2 separate regions of the Mus musculus genome follow, and region 2 is linked to region 1. The links are chromatin contacts, called in public Hi-C maps. All regions are on one chromosome and are shown on one strand. The core of a region is the stretch at or near the end of the contact, and the rest is flanking DNA. Distances in the headings are between cores, read along the strand shown. Region 1 has its middle 42 kb from the start of Gm31546. Region 2 overlaps Gm31718 (a long non-coding RNA gene).

Region 1 (3,062 bases), core at 345-2,844:
AACCAGAACACATGCAGCAAACTCATTTATGAAAGTAATGGGAGGAGGCTGGAGAGATGGCTCAGTGGTTAAGACTTCCAGAAGTCCTGAGTTAAATTCCCAGCAACCACATAGGGGTTCACAACCATCCTTAATGGGATCTGATACACTCTTCTGATGTGTGTCTGAAGACAGCTACAGTGTACTCATATAAATAAAATGAATAAGTCTTTAAAAAAAGAAAGAAACTAATGAGAGACAGTGACATGGTTGCCTTTTTGATAGCATGGTATCCTGAGTTCAATTTCAGCAGGAAGAGCAAGAGTGGAGACAGAAGACTATGTACTGAAGCTCCAGAAATCATGAGCCAAGATAAACCCTCATTCCTCTGAATTGACTTTCTCAGATGTTTTATCACAGTGAAAGAAAGCTAGCACACAACCTTTGTTTCTAGAAGAGAGCTATGCTCATAGCTCAGCCCTGGGAAATCAAGTCAGTGTGCTGATGAGGTGATTAAATAGAGTGAGTAACCAAAGTCACACATTCAGTATCTTTTCCTGGTCCCTGGCATTGTAGATTCATACTTGGTCAGCCAGGCACATTGATTTGGCATTTTGGAATGATTCACTCAACCCAGGGCAATGAAACTTTGCAGATATGCAAGAAAGGGCACATTGGAGGGTAAAAAAGGGAGTTAAGATCAAGCTGGGGAGATAGATTATACAAGATACAGATATACAACATACAGGTATACAGTACACACTGACACACTAACACACATAGACACACTGATCCATGTAAACAAAGACACTGATAGACACACACATAGACACTGACAGACACATAGATACACTAACACACAGAGACACTGACAGACATGCTGACCCACAGATACAGACATCTACACATCCAGATACACTTACACACAAGGAGACCCTGACACACAAAGATACATTGACATATACAGATACACTACTACACAGAGATACACTGACAGACACTGAAACACACTGACAAAAACAGATACATGAGATATACATAGTAACTAACACAGTTGACAGACATAGTTATTTAACAATATAGCACATACACAAGATATACATAGTAACACATAGACCCTGACAATTAAGTAACTGAGACACAGAGACACACTGACATATACACACACGTACACTGACAGACACAGACACACAAATACTCAATACATTGACACATGGACACATACAGATATATATCACACACTGACACACACAAACACTGACACACATACAGACACAGAGACACATACATAAACTCACATGCATATACAGACATACAAAGTCACACATATCTACACATACAAACAGGCACACATCCATACGCAGACACTCATATATGTATACACACTCTTAATTCATGTTTCAGCTACAACATTCTATTTCTTTCCAGCATTGGGGGGTTGAACCTAGGACCTCACACACAGTAGGCAAGAACTCTACTGCTTTTCAGCCCCATTCTTTTTTTACTTTTTATTTTGAGACAAGTTTTCATTTAAATCAACAGAGTCGATCACGAGCTCACTCTGTAGTTGGTTTGGCCTTGTGATCTGGCTTCAACATCCTGAGTAGTGGGCAGGTATATGCCTTGCATGGAGGCCACAGGTCAACCTTAGACAGCTCCCTCAGTTACCCCCTGGAGGTGTTACAGTTCTGACAGGAAAGGTATCCTGGCAGTTGGGAACCAAGGAGTACCACAAAGTCACACCGTACCACAAACCTCATACAGGAGGTTTATGGGAAGACACACAAGAAGGTGGCTGTCTCTGCTGGGTGAGAAGCTGGGGTTGCTTTTACACAGGCGCTGACTATTTGAGCTCAGGTCCCCATGCTTATGCAAGCACTCCCCAGCCCCAATCCACAACCCTGGCATAAAGATTTGGTGGGGAAGAGACATAGGAATTTTGGCTCTGAATGTTCACATTCTGGTTATTCACATCAACCTTTATCTCTCGTTGCTACCGACAAATAAAACATCAGCTCAGAGTTCGACTTGGCAAGTGGGAGAAATCAAAGAATGGATCTTTGAGGCAAAATGTGGGCGGTATCTATTTGTAGCTCACGTAGGCTTAGAAAAGCCATGCAGGCAGAATGCACAGAGCTAAGCAGCAAAGACAACGGGAGAGTGAGCATCCCTAACACACTGCTCTGTGGCCGACAGACCTTCTGAACTTGCTGCTCAGAGGCTGCAGGGAGAGAAAGCAGATGAGGACCAGTCTGTGCATGGATGTCACCGAGGCTGCTGTCCTCAGGCACTTTGCAGTAGTTCCTTGGGAATATTATACTCGTGTGGAAGCCACCAGGCTCCAGGTCTTATGTCTGGTTTTTGTCTCTAGCTAGACCTGCCCTAAACCCAGGTCTCAAACTTCTGAATTCTCAGCTAAAACCCCACACTTCTATTAAGATCTGCCTTGCCTCGAGTTTGTGTGGGTATGTGTGTGTTGTGTGTGTGTGTGTGTCTGTGTGTCTGTGTGTGTGTGTTTGTGTGTGGTGTGTAGACCTGAGCATAACCTTTTGTATTGCCCCTAAGGTGCCATCCAATGGCCTGGAGCTCACTAAGTAGACCACCTGGCTGACCAGTGAGCCCCAGGGACCAGTCTGTTTCTGTCTCCCCAGTGCTGAGATTATAAATGTGTACCATGACACCTGCCTTTTTTAACCTGGGTTCTGGGGATCCAACTCAGGTTCTCCTGTTTGTGCAGCAGTGACTTTACCCATTGAGCCCTTTCTCCTTACGCCTGTGCTGCCTCGTGGACACTATTAGCAGCCGGTCTAGAACATGGTGGGGCGGGGGGAGAGCTTCAACATCGGGGGAGCAATTAATTGAGAGCAAGTGGCCAAAGAGAACATGGGGCTGGAGACAGGGATTCAAGGAGCCAGGCTGCCATACATAAGCAGGGCAGACAAGAAGCAGGACCTGACTCCATCCTAAGGACTGTGCTTTTCCTTCAGTGGGAGCTAGAGCTGAGCAATGCCATTCAGAGCAGCGATTATGGGAGGCCAAATGCACACAGTTTGTGCACACAGCTTGTGCACATATCCAGCAGC
Region 2 (3,062 bases), core at 196-2,695, 170 kb after region 1:
CACGGGCCCTTCATGCATCCTCACCACCTTGAGCCTTCTCACACGAGCTCATCCTTCAGGGGAACCCCAGACCCACAGGAAGGAGCAGGGCAGGCAGAGGCAGAGGTGAGGGAGTGGATCTGTATGGAGAAACAGCCTGGTGCACGTCCATGTGTGTGCCAACCTGTTCCCAAAGGGAAGCTCACAAATACACCTGCCTATCAGACTTTCTCTCCTAGGAAGGCAGACATGTTTACAGAGTACACAACTCACTAAGACCCACTGGAGAGAAGTACAGGAGGCAGGGTAGGTGGAAGTGAAGCCGAAGTCAGGAAGGGCTCTCCAGGGCTCACCTGCTGTGACTATCTGCCTCCTCACCTCCTGGTTGTGGGCAGGAGCTGGACCCAGAGACCCCTCTCCAGATCGCCTCCCTCAGCTTCTCCAAGTACAGGGCTCCTGTGTGGTGGGGGGCTGCCAGTGCCTCCCACCTGATGAGAGAAGGACAGACACTGCCACTGTGCCCCCGTGGGCATCACACTTCTCTTTTATGCTCACCCAATGGCTGGTCTGCTGACCTGCAGATGCTCCAGTCTTGCATGTGAATGTAGCCCTAACTTTGCATAGCCTTCTTCACCAGAAACCTTTGTGTAAGGGCCCAAGTTAACACTGTGCTCTGTGTGCTCCCAGCACAGATCTTCTGCAGATAACCCATGAGCCCATCACATCACAACCAGGATCCCTTACTGCTTTAGGTCCGAGAATATTCTATCTCTCCTTCACGATACTAACAACTCTTGAAATCCATGCTGGGAAATTTCGAGACAGGATATAGATCATTGTAGATTTAAAAATAAACTAAAGAAACTGGTAAGGTAAGCATAAAAGGTGACCTTGGGACATCTGGCCAGATGTGACAATGGGCCTACTAGATGCTTTTCTGAAGCCTCTCAGGCTCCTATGGTGTTCCCACCTAGCCTCACCCTATCCAGTCAAAATTGTAAGTCACATCCACACGGAAGAGAGGAAGGACAACGTCCCTTATACATCACAACAGATTAGACACGCGCATGCCCTTTGCTATTCTTGCGACATCTCTGAGATATACTTTTTTTTTTTTTTCAAAAAAAGAAATTAAAGAAGGCAGCAAATGTGTCTCAGTTGTTCGAGGGGTTGGCTAGCACACACAAAGCTCTGACTTTGATCTCCTCACTTTATAAACCTGAAGCAAGACATTCTCAGCACCGGGGAGTAAAGTCAGAGGCATCAGCAGTCCAAGGCCCCTCTAGGCTGCACAAGACACTGTCTCAAGAAAGATACAGGGGAGAAAAGGAAAAGCAAAAGAGTTTGGAAGAAGAAGGCGAGGCGGTGCAGCTTGGGGTGGTGTGGACTCCTGTGGGCCCTCAAGAAGGTGAATCACTGTAGGGAAGTGGCCAGGGTTGGTTATCCCCAAAGTGGGGGGCAGGGGGGTGGGGACAGAGCCCTATAGGTTCCTCAGACTGAGGTGACAAGCAGCTTGATGATCTGGCCTCTTGTCTACAGAGCAGTCACTTCCCCCACGAAAAACCCCAGTGCCTTCCAGGAACCGCACAGAACGTTCGTTCCTACTTCCCTTTGCCACAAACATTCTGCAGCCCCTGCTTATCTGATTGGATCCACAGGTTCATTTGCAGGCAAATGGGATCCCATTTATGGTGACTTGGCCTTTCCTGCTCTAGACTGGTTAACCCTGGCTTTAACCTGCAGCAACGAGATCCTAGGTGAAGACCTGGAGCAGGGGAAAGCCCAGGCTCCTTGCTTCTGTATGCAACCCTAAAAATGGGTACAAGAAGCCTAAAGGACCAGCGAGCAATCGGGATATTCAGTGTGGCCTTGAGGGAAGGGCTTTTTGGCCCCAGAGACTTCACTCCTCCCCCCATTTTAATATTTATTGAATTGACAATACTAGCTGTATATATGAATGAGACATAACATGTTGCCATACCTGTATACATGGTGTAAAAATTACACCAGGGCAATTGGCCTACATATCACATAAAACATTTATCATTTCTGTGTACAAGAACCCTTGAAAACCTTCCCCTTTCTAAGCTACAATGTATCTCCTTTCTAAGCTACAATGTATCTCCTTTCTAAGCTACAATGTATCTCCTTTCTAAGCTACAATGTATCTCCTTTATAAAACAATGTATCTCCTGATGCATTGTTTTCAACCATAGTGACTGTAGCATGCTACAAAACATTAGAAGTGACTTCTCCCACCTGTTCCCTAGCCTGGTTAACTACCCTCTCCTTCCCCCAGCCCATAATAACAACCATTCTCCTCTCTGTTTCCTTGACACCAACTCGTCAATGGCCACGTGGGAAAGTGTGTGGTATTCCTGACCCTTTCATCTTTTAGACCTGATGGATAACATGCTGTTCTACTAAGAAAGCTACAGCAATACCTCTGAAGCTAGGTAGCTTGAACAACACGTTGAGGAACACGTATCATCTGAGATTAGAAGTCCAGGAGCACACTCTTGGCCGATGCTATTCCTTGCAAAGGCCTCTCTGTGGCTTCCAGAGGAGCACCTGCTCATTGTGTCCCTGTTGGGTGAGGATCCTGTGTGTGCTGGAGGTGGCTCCTGTCCTAGGAGCCCTGTACTGACACCCAAGGACCCTGAGGGCCTGGCCCAGGCTCCCCACCCTCTTGTGTGAATGCCATTCAGGTTTTTGTTCATTGTTGCCTGCCGGACAACCGGGAGTGTTTTCTTTGGAAAGCCCAGCGATCCTGCATGCTGCCCTTCCTCTGTCCCGAACAAGTGTTGTTTAATGGGCGGCCGAGATTGTTTTGGAGATAGGCGTCTTTTCGAAAGAGGAGGAGGCTGTGTGCCTTGGTTACTTTGGCCACCTTCCTTTGTTTTTTTTCTGGAAACTCCTCCTCCCCATGTGTGAAGACCGTAGGTGTCAGGGACCTGAAAAACAAACACTCATTCAGCATGCAAGAACCAGGCCCTGAGAAGCCCTGCAAGGCCTCACATCAGGGTCCTGAGGAGGCCCTGAGAGGGAGAGGGGAAGGCAGCAGAGCCTGGGAAAGTCACACC

What was found. A called contact is a pair of places that touch in the nucleus more often than the background predicts.
Region 2: a Hi-C map of CD8 T cells shows a contact between it and region 1, with 1.8 times the contacts expected there. The contact joins two enhancer-like sites. A contact is called at or near these places in 1 of 15 datasets of contacts at CTCF or cohesin (CD8 T cells), 2 of 484 Hi-C or Micro-C datasets (CD8 T cells and bone marrow-derived macrophages), 5 of 115 datasets of contacts at active chromatin or transcription factors (CD8 T cells, the HPC-7 cell line, embryonic stem cells and 2 more) and 1 of 9 other capture datasets (embryonic stem cells).

Annotation. Positions count from the first base shown.
Region 1 is chr8:126,636,152-126,639,213 of GRCm38.p6, forward strand. No RefSeq gene overlaps it. Among named protein-coding and RNA genes, the nearest start is that of Gm31546, 42 kb to the left of the region's middle. Within about 2 kb of position 1,595, at least 23 of the 459 cell types and tissues checked have an H3K27ac peak or open chromatin away from gene starts, as enhancers often do. A contact at or near this core is called in CD8 T cells, where this site is marked.
Region 2 is chr8:126,802,781-126,805,842 of GRCm38.p6, forward strand. Gm31718 (a long non-coding RNA gene) reads right to left here. Exons shown (of 8, transcript XR_879375.3): 8 at 1,927-2,933. Among named protein-coding and RNA genes, the nearest start is that of A630001O12Rik, 45 kb to the right of the region's middle. Within about 2 kb of position 1,446, at least 154 of the 459 cell types and tissues checked have an H3K27ac peak or open chromatin away from gene starts, as enhancers often do. A contact at or near this core is called in CD8 T cells, where this site is marked.